Regions from separate parts of the Mus musculus genome. Here region 1 is linked to region 2. The links are chromatin contacts, called in public promoter capture Hi-C maps. All regions are on one chromosome and are shown on one strand. Each heading gives the region's core, a stretch centred on a gene start, on an enhancer-like site or on the middle of the called end of the contact. The rest is flanking DNA. Distances are from core to core; before and after follow the strand shown. Region 1 holds the start of Rab19 (RAB19, member RAS oncogene family). Region 2 has its middle 5.5 kb from the start of Gm38794.

Evidence for each region. Promoter capture Hi-C pulls out the DNA fragments that hold promoters and counts their contacts.
Region 1: a contact with region 2 is called in a promoter capture Hi-C map of macrophages, with 5 read pairs. The contact joins the promoter of Rab19 here to the enhancer-like site in region 2. A contact is called at or near these places in 2 of 39 promoter capture datasets (macrophages and neural stem cells), 2 of 115 datasets of contacts at active chromatin or transcription factors (bone marrow-derived macrophages and embryonic stem cells) and 4 of 9 other capture datasets (adipose tissue, embryonic trunk, liver and 1 more).

What each region holds. Positions count from the first base shown.
Region 1 is chr6:39,379,451-39,385,658 of GRCm38.p6, forward strand. It overlaps Rab19 (RAB19, member RAS oncogene family), which reads left to right and starts at 1,903. Exons shown (of 4, transcript NM_011226.2): 1 at 1,903-2,059; 2 at 4,458-4,670. The coding sequence starts at 4,470.
Region 2 is chr6:39,218,745-39,225,459 of GRCm38.p6, forward strand. No RefSeq gene overlaps it. Among named protein-coding and RNA genes, the nearest start is that of Gm38794, 5.5 kb to the right of the region's middle. Within about 2 kb of position 3,942, at least 19 of the 459 cell types and tissues checked have an H3K27ac peak or open chromatin away from gene starts, as enhancers often do. A contact at or near this core is called in bone marrow-derived macrophages and macrophages, where this site is marked.

The DNA.
Region 1 (6,208 bases), core at 653-3,152, 160 kb after region 2:
CCTAGTAAGTAGATTTCCAGATTGTATGCGGTTCAGCCTTCCTCTTGTGGATTTAAAGGGAAGTTGAAGAGGAGATGACGGTGCTGGGGGTGTTTCAGAGATTAAGAGCAGCTGCTGTTCTAAAAACCTGAGCTCAGTCCCCAGCACCCAGACCAGGCAGCTCACAACCTGCCATAACTCTAGTTCCAAGCAATCCTATGCCTTTTCCTGGTCTCCTTGGGCACCCGAACGTATGGCAGGCACACATAGATTAACACACTCATTCACATAAGTAAGGATTAATTAATTGATTGAAAAAAAATAAAAATGAAGTAGAAAGGCCTCGGATGGGTCTTTGATTTCCACCTCTAGGTGCTCTCCCAGTGTGTGATGCGGGCTGGGTCTGAGACAGTTGCCTTAAACAGCGATCAAAAACAAAACAAGAAACCGTTTGCAGCTCCCCTCTCTGACACTGACGTTGCAAGTCTTCGTTTCCTGCCCCAGCCCACACATTTGCGGTGTATCTTGACCTACAACCAGTTTCCAAGTTATACATGTGACAGTGGCTCTGAAAGCCACAGCCAGCAGCAGCATGTGACAGTGTCTTTTTCTCTGGACAGAGTGAGAAACTAACATAATGTTGGGTTACCTTGCTTAAAAGAGAGATTCTTGAAAAAATCGTGTGGATGGGTTAAGATGAGTCACAACTTAAAGGTTATTTGAAGGCATCACAGACAAGATGTTCTTTTTTGTTTGTTTGTTTGTTTGTTTTGTTTTTCGAAACAGGGTTTCTCTGTGTAGCCCTGGCTGTCCTGGAACTCACTCTGTAGACCAAGCTGGCCTCAAACTCAGAAATCAGCCTGCCTCTGCCTCCCAAATGCTGGGATTAAAGGCGTGTGCCACCACACCCGGCTTGACATGATGTTCTTGAATGAGGAACAATCATCTCCCATTTCAGGCCTGCATGACAAGAACGCTGGGAACTGAACTCAAGAAGAACAGTAAGCATTCTTATCCATGGAGCCATCTTTCCAGCTTGACAATCTAGTTCTTATGATAGGCTCTGAAGGTAGTTAATTATCAAAGTCTAGAATTGATAGAGTCTTTGGGTAGAAATAGGAAATTTACCTCAGATCTTTGCTCTTACTGCCAGCATCAAGGACTAATTGGCTCTAAGTTTTCTCACACTTAAAAATTAGCCTCTGCTGTGTGGTAAAAGTTCTACATAACACTCTCTCCCTACACCCCCCACATGCAGTAAAGCACCTTTATTTTATTCATTATTTTATTTTAGGGCTAGAAACAGAACCCAGGACCTTGCACTTCCTAGGCAAATATTCTACCATTAATCTAAATCCCCAACTGCACTACGTTCTTTTAATTTGGGGCCTTTTTGTTTGGTTGGTTTGGGATTTTTTTTTTCTTTTGCTTGTATCTATTTGGCATGTGTACCTGTCTTCATGCATGTATGTGTGGTCAGAGAACAACTTGCCACTAGCTGGGTCCTGGAGCTAGAACTCAGGTCTTCTAGCTTGGCAGCCTTTACCTATGGAGGCATCTTGTGGACCCTCGCTTTACTTTGTTAAGTTGCTTGAGCACCTCCTTTCTTCTCAAAACAAGTCACTCAAGACCCAGATCAGTATCTTCCTTTAAGTCGCGGTCATCTCAGTTAACAGCCGCTCAGCCCAGCCAAACAAGCGGATCAGGAAGGATGTTCGATGAAGGATGCAGAGCAAAAGAAGGAACAGGGTAGCTTAGCGGGTGTCTGTTGAGTGAAAGGCGATTCTTCTCTGTGCTTTCTCCTGATCTGATGAACACTGGCAGGAAAGCTAGCTGTCTGCGCTGGGCCCTGTACCTGGCCAGCACCTCACCTGGGGCTTCAGGCTCCTTGCAAGTGGGAGGGATTGCCCTTGTTTCCCTTTCGCTTTCTCTGTCCACCGAACTTGACTCCAGGGGCCGGAACTTGAGTTCCCACTGCGCTGCAAGACAAGAGGACGAAGGAGACGACGGAGGGCTGCAGAGGAAAGCAGAAGAAAAAGCAAAAACTACCTGCTCACCAGAGAGGTGAAAGAGTGCCCAGGTAAGCAACAGGTGGACCCAGGAGGTGAAGGGTGCGGGGTTGTGGGATGGTTTTGTCTGGGAGGACTCTGCGGGCTTCTCCTTGCAGGGCTTATATGCTTGCTTAAAGGGAGCCTTTGTAGAGTCCCGGGCACTTTGCAGGGAGGAAGAGAAAGGGGACTTGGAAACAAGGTTTCGGCTCAAGTTACGGTGATAAGATGCCGGAAGTAGAATGGCTTTCTTCAGTTGAAAAGATGCGGAAGGGGGAAAAAAATGGTTTGATTGTGTCTCTTGTCTGCTGGATCAGTTTTCTGTGCGATTCCAGGGGCATCCAAAAACAGAAGTACTAGACCATTCTTTACCTCCTTAAAGCCTTTGGTTTCTACATATAGACTGGATATTTGTGTGCATTTTTATTTGTCTGCCAATATAGACATGGCCTTTTTTATGTCATTAGAAAAAAAAAAACAAAGAATAAATCAGGGAGAAATGAAGGTGTCACAAGGTAGGAGCAATTTACTCAACCTCAAATCCAATCATCAAAGGGGGTGTTTTGGTCTCATGAGATATTTGGAGGAGAGACCTAACTAAATATGTGAAGGACAGTTTAAATGCCTAAGTACCTGCCCTTACAGGAATATGCTTTCTGTTTCAAATGTCTGCTGAGTTGTTATATGGACTAGGAATTCGATGTGCTGCAAAGCGGGAGGGGGTGGGGGTGGGGACATGGGGGTGGGAGGGGTGCTCCGAGATTGACAGATAGGAATCCCATGGGGAGATGGGTTTCAGACTATGGAATGTAGAGCTGTCCCTGTGCACAACTGTATTGAAGAGAAATGGAGTTCTTTGATTGAAGCTATATAAGCACAGGGGTCTATGGATCGAAAGATGCTGAAAGCCGGGATGCAGTTGTTTCCAGTGATTGATGTATTGACTGTTGGGTCTCAAACATCATCATATTCTCCTGGGAAACATGCACATGTGTATCTGCTGTTTTAATTTTTAATTGTGTGTGTTCATATGTGTATACATCACGTGGCAGCCAGAGGCCAACCTCATGTGTCATCCTCAGCTGCCATTCACCTTGAACACATGATATTAAAAAAAGTTTTCTAATTTTTTTTTTTTAAATCTTATGTGTCTGGGTGTTTGGTCTGAATATATATGTCTTTGTTCTGCATGCATGCAGTGCCCACAGAGGCTGGAAGACGGCGTTGAATATATATGTATACACACCACACACACAGGTCTATAATAGGTAATTCTCATAAAGTTTGGCAAATACCATCACTAGAAACCTTTAATGAGTTATTTTCTTTCCCACAGTCAATTTTCCCATAGCGAGCTAGGCAGTGGTGGCACACACCTTTAATCCCAGCAGAGGCAGGCAGATTTCTAAGTTCGAGGTCAGCCTGGTCTACAGAGTGAGTTCCAGGACAGCCAGGGCTACACAGAAACCCTGTCTTGAAAAAAACAAACAAACAAACAAACAAACAAAAACAAGAACAAAAATAAATTTCGCATAGCATTCTTTCACACACACACACACACACACACACACACACACACACCCACCATGAGTTTCACTATGTAGCCTTAGCTATCCTGGAGCTTGCTATGTATACCAGGCTAGCCTTGAACTCATAAAGATCCTCCTACCTCTGCTTCCTGAGTGCTGGGATTAAATTTGTATGTCACCACACTTGGCCTTGCCTTATCATTCTAATTACATTTTTAATTTTGAATATCCTCAAAATTCTAATTTCCTGGTTTAGAAAAATGGAGTACTACCCAGAATAAAAAGACCACGTAGGTGATGGAGTGATGGTTCTGAGGCTAAAAACACCTCAATTCAATTCCCAGCATCCAAGTCAAGCTCACAACTACCTGTCGCTCTGGTTCCAGGGCACCCAATCCCTCTAGTAGCCCCTTCAGCAATTGTACTCATGTATACTCACAGACTCGGGAGTCTTCCTTAAACTGGTCTCTCAGCCAGATCTTGCCAGTTGTGGTGGGTTGACTGAGTCTTTTCGTGGCTGGAGCACATCTTCCTCCTGAGTGATGACTAGAAAGTGATTCCTGGAGGCATTACCTCCACTATCCCAGTCTTTGGGCACCTCATCTCCAGGACGGAGATTTCCTCAGGTCTATAATTGGGTAGAGTTGACTAAATGCTGTTCTCATCAAAGAATGGCTTTTGGTGTCCACCTCTACCTAGGGTGTGGATTTATGGGGCAACTCCCTACTGCTGACCAGTTGCTGGCACCCATTAGAATATTTGCCCTGTGAAAGCCACAACTACCATAGCTTTTCTTCTTCTACAGCAAGAAAATGAAGGTAATCTCAGCCCTGGATCCTGGTAGGTGCTTCTTAGAAAACAAAAAGCAAAATGCTGTCTTTCTTCCCTGGGTCTGTTCCAGGAAGCCAGAGCTATGCAGTTCTCCAGCTCATCCAGGACATCAGATGAGAATGTGGACTATTTGTTCAAGGTCATCCTTATTGGGGACTCCAACGTGGGGAAGACATGTGTGGTTCAGCATTTCAAATCTGGAGTCTACAGTGAGTCCCAGCAGAACACCATTGGGGTGGACTTCACCGTGCGCTCCCTCGAGATAGACGGCAAGAAAGTGAAGGTAAGAGGAGACACGGGGGTAGTGTCATTGCTTTAGTTGGCCAGAGTCAGAAGCATTAAAGAGTATATTGTTAAGTCTACCTAAAGGTCATAATTTCTGCAGTCTAAAAATAGGATAAACAGTCAAAAGAAGATTGAGGAACTAGAAATATTTGCAATATGAGAAAGGACTAGATTCCTTAATATGAAAAAAAAATGTGGATAAATGTGTAAGAAAACAACCAGCACCAGGCGTAGTAGTGGCGCACACCTTTAATCCCAGCACTTGGGAGGCAGAGGCAGGCAGATTTCTGAGTTCGAGACCAGCCTGGTCTACAGAGTGAGTTCCAGGACAGCCAGGGCTCCACAGAGAAACCCTGTCTCGAAAAACCAAAATAAATAAATAAATAAATAAACAAACAAACAAACAAACAAACAGACAGACAGACAGACAGACCAAAAAACCAAAAAAAAAAAAAAAAACAATGAGCAAACATAAAATGTGGCCACAGACCAGAACAAAACCTGCTTCACCAATTTTATAAGAACAAAGTCAGTCCCCGCATGACAGCTTGATGCCTACCTAGTCTGGTGACCTGAGCCTTCCTCAGAAGGAGAACCTCTGCTCCCCCTATACACGTGTAGAGGGCAGGAGGTCCTTGTGCGCACAGATAAGCACTGGAGAATCCAGGACAATTACATGCACAGGCTCATCTCTTCAAAAGGAGGAGGTGTTTACCTGTCTTCCTCTTGGGATGCTAAGAAGAGATACAGCTGGCAACTTGGTGAGCCTTTGCTATCTGTGGAATACACCCCAGTATTTATATTTGCTTATCCCAGAATCTTTCCCCCTAAATCCTCAGCATTGCTTCTAAGGCCATTAAACCCATCCTTCCGAGAGATGTCACCTGTACTTTACAGTGGCCTATGCAACTTTTTAAGTTAATTTTCATGGCAAGGTTTCTCTGTAGACCAGGCTGGACTCAAACTCAAACATCTGCCTCTGCCTCTCTGCCTCTGCCTCTGCCTCTCTGCCTCTCTGCCTCTCTGCCTCTCTGCCTCTCTGCCTCTGCCTCTGCCTCTGCCTCTGCCTCTGCCTCTGCCTCTGCCTCTGCCTCTGCCTCTGCCTCTGCCTCTGCCTCTGCCTCTGCCTCTGCCTCTGCCTCTGCCTCTGAGAGGCATTATGTCTACCTTCATCATTCTCCCTAAACCCCTAACATAAACCTTGAACGATGCTTGCAAGTCAACAAAGCTCACCTTTATGGAGGAAGCCCGTTTGTACTTTGTAAAAAGTCTCAAAGTAAGCGTGCCTTAACCTCTGTTGCACACACAGGGCTGAGTTAACTGTCATCAGAAAACTTATCCAAAACTGTACTGTGCTTAAATATTGGCTAAAATAAGCAACCTGGTATCTTATCAGACTCCAGAAGTTTGGCTCAGCACAGGCCAACTGAGTCCAGCTGGACCAAGTTTCATTCTTACCTCAGCTGAATCGTTTCTTTGCTGACTGTGATGCCTACAGAGAAGCACAAGCACATGTGTACCATATACACATACACA
Region 2 (6,715 bases), core at 2,692-5,191:
CATGTTCCGGTCCTTGGACTCTTTTCTAGGAGCTAGAGATGCAGCTTTAACAGGTAACTTTAACAGGTAGAAGAGAATTGGAGCTCTGGGCGGGTCTATCCTTGTATTAAATAATCCAAAAGTGAGGGGTATGCATACATAACATGAATCCAACACGGTGGTAACAGAGCCCCCAGAGGTCGTCTGATAGCCGATCAGACCGATACACCTGGCATTGCGTACATGACAAAATGTACAGATATAATCCAGCACTTGAGAAGTAAGACCCGGAAGATGGGGAGTTCAAGGTCATTCCTAGCTACCCAGAGAACTCTAGGCCAGCCTGAGTCTCAGGTCTTCATCAGTGCTGCAGGTGGGAGTGTAGTAGGGAGGGTTGGTCCGGTTTTTAAAAAATTTGTTAAGGATATATTTTAAAGTTACCTGTGCATGCACGCACATGTATGTAGGTACCATAGCATATAGGTGGAGACCAAAAGACAACTTGGCGGGTCATTTCCTGCCTTCCACCATGTGTCTTGAGGTTCATACTCACAACCTCAGACTTGTCATCCAGAGTCTTTACCCACTGAGCCATCTCACCAGCCCAACATATATTTTTATGCTGGCATGAACAGTCCTTGTCTGTTTTGGGTCTTTTTTTTTTTCTGCTTATTTGTTTCATTTTGTGAATATTATTGAAAATGATCTTGTCATATACAAAACAATTTTTAAAGTATATCTACTTGAGCTGGGGAAGTGGCTTGGTAGCATGCCTGTGAGGGTGTTTCTCTGTTTTGATTGCTATATTAAGGCATATAATCATTTTTCTACTGTGCATATCCCTTCCCATAATGAATCTGATTTTAATCATATGCAAACCCAATTATGCACAGGTATAAAATGGTAAACACAGGATTCTCCCCTAAAAGTCACTTGAGGATCCATTTTGGCAGTATGGTGCATGCATAGAAACCAGTTCAAGCCGGATTAGCTTTTCCATTCTTTCTACCGAGAAACATGGAGAATATATTTGAATAGGAACTATCTAAATTTGTTAGGCGAGTAGAAACTTATGCCATCGTTCAGAGAGGGTGTGGTGATAGGCTGATGCAGTGTGGAGTTCCTTATGCAGAGACGGGGGTGTGTGCACAGCTAATGGAGCTGGGCTGCCCAGTGCATCACTGAAAGAGTGGGAATGATTACCCAACCCAAGCTGAGGCCCAGGGTGCTAAACATTCCCTGAACTCACCCTGAGACCATGTCTCAAAGTAAATAAATCTCTCTTGAATGCTTAAGTAGATCATAATTTAAGTACTGGGAGTTCTAGATGATTTGTTTATGTATTTAATTTTGGCAGCTCTGAAGATCAAGGCCAGGGAAGGGAAGAAGAAGGAAGGGGAGAGGAGGGGAGGAAAGGAAAGAAAAGTAGAAGGGAGAAAAGGAAAAGAAGTATCAAATTAAGTAATGAAAATATGTATCGGGGCTAGAGAGATGGCTGGGGGGGGGTTAAGAGCACCAACTGCTCTTCCAACCGTCCTGAGTTCAAATCCCAGCAACAACATGGCGGCTCACATTCACAACCGTCTGTAATGAGATCTGCCGCCCTCTTCTGGTGTGTCTGAAGACAGCTACAGTGAACTTATATATAATAAATAAATCTTGAAAGAAAGAAAGAAAGAAAGAAAGAAAGAAAGAAAGAAAGAAAGAAAGAAAGAAAGAAAGAAAGAAAGAAAGAAGGAAGGAAGGAAGGGAGGGAGGGAGGAAAATATGTATCAGCTTAGAATGAAAATGTATATCAAGTTTGGGGACCAGCAGCATGACTCAGTAGGTAAAGGCGCTTGCCTTCCATCAAGCCTGCCAAACCCAAGCTTGCCTCAGAGTCCACATGGCAGGAGAAAACCAGCTCTATAAATCGTCCTCTGACCATCACACACACACACACACACACACACACACACACACACACACATATACAATTTGGTTTTTTAAGTCAAATTTTGTTGGTAACAAACTTTTTTTTTAAATCACATTTTCATATGACGGCTTTGCATACCTTTTGTGGAGCCAGGAGTTTTGCTGTGGTGCTCACCCTGATATCTAACTCACCCTTTTCCTAGCTCAGCCTCCCAAGTAGATGGGGGAAATACCATTCTTAAGAATAGGGAGCAGCAAGGTAATTCAGCCTTTAATCCCAGCATTTGGGAGGCAGAGGCAAGCGAGTTTCTGAGTTCAAGTCTAGCCTGATCTACAGAGAGTTCTGGGACAGCCAGGGCTACACAGAGAAACCTTATCTTGAAAAACATAGATAGATAGATAGATAGATAGATAGATAGATAGATAGATAGATAGATAGAGATAACTTAAGAAAGTTTCCATTGCACAAACCATTAGTAGTAACATTATGTAAATATTTATAATTATTGTTAAATTCTGGGAATGGCTTCACTTAGCATCTTTTTATATCTGAGCCGTAAGATTCCAAGGCAATTCCAATTTTCTTCTGCAGGAGCTAATTACAATTGCTCTGAGCTACAGACATAATACGACCAGCTCCACACTGTCACTTCTGCGGTCTTTACTGCTGCCGTCTTTAAACTGTTTCTCTCATATGTTTATGTGACTTGTACTTCTCTGACTGAGGTCTCACAAGTTTAAACCTATTCCTTATTTCCTTCAGAGTGTGCCTCTCTTTTATTTTTTAGTGTGTGTGTGTGTGTGTGTGTGTGTGTGTGTGTGTGTGTGTGTGTGTGATATAAAAGGACAACTTGCAACTTGTGGGAATTGTTTTTGGGTTTGTTTGTTTTGGGTTTTTCTCCCAGCCACCTTGTATGTCCTGGAGATTGAATTTAGGCCATCAGGCTTGGCAGCAAGTGCCTTTACCCAATCAGCTGTCAGCTGTCTTCCCAGCTTCTCTCTCTCTCCCTCTCCCTCTCCTTTCTCCTCTCCCTCTCCTTCTCTCGCTCATACACACACACACACACACACACACACACATATATATATATACACACATATATACATATATATAATATTCTATATTGTATATATATGTATATGTGTATATGTGTATATATATACATATATATATATATATATATATATATATATATATACACACACACACACACACACACACACACACACACACACACATATATATATTGGATACAGCTTCAGTATGTCGTCCAAGCTGGCCATGAACTTGATATTCTCCTGCTTCAGCCTCCCAAGTGCTGGGTCTGCAGGAATGTGGCTCTGCAGGAATGTGCCACCATGCTTCACTTAAATACATTCACTGTTGACAGATGAAGGCAGCTTTCATCTATATGCAAATTAAGTTTCCATATGCCTTGCCTGTTTATACTGAGATACTCAAAACATTTTCTAAATTGCAGCCAAAGTCATATATTCAAGGCCTAGGGCTGTCGGTCATCTGGCAGAATTTGCTTAGCATCTACAAGATCGGGATTTGATTTCTAGCACCATGTAAACTAGGCATGGTTGCACACACCTAACTCTTCTCACTCAGTAGATGGACACAGGAAGATCAGGAAGGAATTCAAAGTCATCCCCCAGCTACGTGGCCAATTCAAGGACCTCCTTTCTGGACTGTATGAAATTCTGTCTTCACACCCCCCAAAAAAGGGCATATTTAAGCTTTATTAAAATAGCCAGTCCCCTCAGTAGCTGGCTGCCCCTACAATGGCTTCCAATGATATCATCCCTCTGGTGTTTACACCCTTCTATAATCCCTTCCTCCTATGGGCCAGCCCCCTACACACACACACACACACACACACACACACACACACACCACTCCACCCCACCCCCGCGCCCATGAATTCTAAGTGACTCTAAACTAAAAGGAATCAGCAGAAATGATGGAATGCCACTTCTCACACTGGGGCACAGAAAGACTGTAGCTCCCATCCTGCTTCCCCTGCTTCCTCTTTCATTTCTTCACTGACAGAAACCAACTGCTATGTCACGAGCTGCACCATGAAAAAGCCCACCTGACGAGGAACCCAGGGCCTCCAGCCAGTAGCCAGTGAGGAGCTGAGGTCTTCAGGTCATTGACCCCTGAGGAACAGGATCCTACCAACAAGCTCTTGTGTGAGTTTGGGGAAGAACTTGCCCCCTTCACTATATCGAGCCAACTTCAGATAAGCCTAACTGGTACCCAACTCCACTAAATGATGGAGTAATTTATGCTGTAGCAATAAATAACTAATATACCACCCAAATGTTTAATATGAAAAGTTTGAGGAGGCAGTTATTAAACACTACCTTTTGAAAATTTTAAATTACACTTATACATATTATAATATTATATAAGTTATATTAACATAATTAAGTGATAGGAAACAAAAGATACATTTTTAAAGATAAGTACCCCAAACTTATCAGTTCCTAATTATGTCACTATATTTTACTATAACCGTGTGCTACCCTTCTTAACTCCCATTAGTGATATCACAGTGATAATCTGGAATAGCCCATAATAGAACTATTTACACCATGGGAACTGGCAAATATTGGCAACCCTGATGTTAAATATTTACTGGCTGTCTCAATGTATTTTCTGTTGCTGTGATGAAACACTGACCAAAAGCAATTTGGGGAGGAAAACACTTGTTTAATCGTATAGGGTACAATCCATCGTGAAGGGAAATAAAGGCAGGAGGCAGAGGCCATGGAGGAATACTACTTACTGGCTTGTTCCCTATTGCTTCTTTAGCTTGGTCTTTTATGGCATCCACAATCAAATGTCCAGGGGTGGCCCCACCCACAGCCACACCCACGGCAGGCTGGGCTCTCCCACATCAATCATTAATCAAGAAAATGCCCCACAGACTTGCCCACAAGCAAGGATGTTGGAGGCATCCTCTCCATTGAGGTTCCTTCTTCCTGGAAGACTCAAGCTTGTGTCAAGTTGACAACTAACCAGCACATTTGTAAACCACCACCTGGTAGCCATTACTGCCCTAGGACAGCTAAGAATAGCATAACTATACACAGACCTGCCTGCAAACTATAAAAACATGTCACACAAAACCCAAACAAAATAACAGTTGATCCAGATGTCCTTAGGTAGAGGTCATCAGTGTGTTTTCCTACTCATATGTATTCAAACCTAAGACGGGCGTTATGGAGATGGAGTCAGAACGGAAAGAGACAGCAGGTTTACACAATGCCCATTCAAATATGCTTTGAAACTTTCTTTTTGCATTTTATTTATAGAGAGAGTGTCTAGGCATGCATGCATACACATGTAATGGTTTGGTGGGTGGAGGTCAGGAGGCAAGCTGTGGGGATCTGTTTTCTCCTCCTACCACGTGGGTCCCAGGGATCTCAGGTCCTCAGGCTGGGTTGGAGGCAGGCACTTTTAACTGCTGATGTGATCTCCAGCCCAGAAACTAATTTTTAATGATTTATTTATTCTTACTTTTATTTTATTTTATATGGTGTTTTGCCAGCATGTATGTCTGTATGAGGGTGTTAAATTACTTCGAGCTGGATTACAGACAATTGTAAGCTGCTATGTGGGTGCTGGGAATTGAACCCAGGTCCTCTGGAAGAACAGCCAATGCTCTTAACTGATGAGCCATCTCTCCAGCCCCGCCCAGAAGCAATTTTAAGTGGCATGATGTAAACACATTGCTAGGCCCCACCTAGGGCACAGGGAGATGCCTCTGCATGTCCAGAGTCTGATAACTAGGTTTCATTTACTTTATGGTACACAGCTCCCAGTTCTGGAACCTCATGAGCTCTTACTGACCTCTCAGTGGATCTTGTAGGAGTGGAAGCAAAATGGGGTGGGAGAGAGTTTGTGCTCGACATGCTTCTGTCTGTGTGTTCACATGGGTGGATCCTCAGTGTACGTATATGGGGAAAGTTTGCCTTTCCCCCTCCATTCTTCCTTGTGTTCCTATATAAAAGGAACTGCCCCTACAGCTTCTCTTTCTTATCCTCAGAGGCTCTTATCCTTCTTATAGAAGATGCCTCAGTCTCTTGTCTTAACACTATTACCTGGAAAAGAACCTTCCTGATCTACTAAGAAGGCAAATATAACAGCACTTCAAAAGCTACCATTTTTAAAAAGCTATCATTCTTCAGTGAAAGTATGATATGGAAATTCACCTAGAATAACTCTCAGGGCCAGCACGCACAGTTGGAATCTGCAGAGAGGCTAACTTCAGGTCAAAGTGACATTACTATCTAGAGTGGCATTATCTCCTCATGGAAGAGCCTCCAAAACCCAGGGCCTTCAGAAGGAACTCAGTGGTCTGAGGTTCACATCCAAGAGAAGCTGGAAAATTGCTCTCCAGATATGTTCACGCTGAGTAAGCTATCTTTGTGTGCATCCACATGTGTGTGTGTATGTCTGTGTATATGTGTATGTGTATGCATAAGGTGCTTATGTTTGCATGTGCATATGGAGGTCAAAGATATAGTATCTTCCTTGATTCTTATTTTTTGAGACAGGTTCTCTCACTAAACCTGGAGTCCAATCATTCAGCTAAGCTGGTTGTCCAACAATACACACACATAGACACATACCCTCATGCTGGGCTTATAGATGCATGCCATCACCCGGCTTTTACAGAGGTATTGGGATCTGAACTTGTGTCCTCACGCTTGCCCTGCAGGAGCTTTGCTGGCTGAGCCATCTTCCCAGTCCTCTGAAAAGGTTTGTTTAAAAATTATATTTATGTATGTATATGATATATATGTG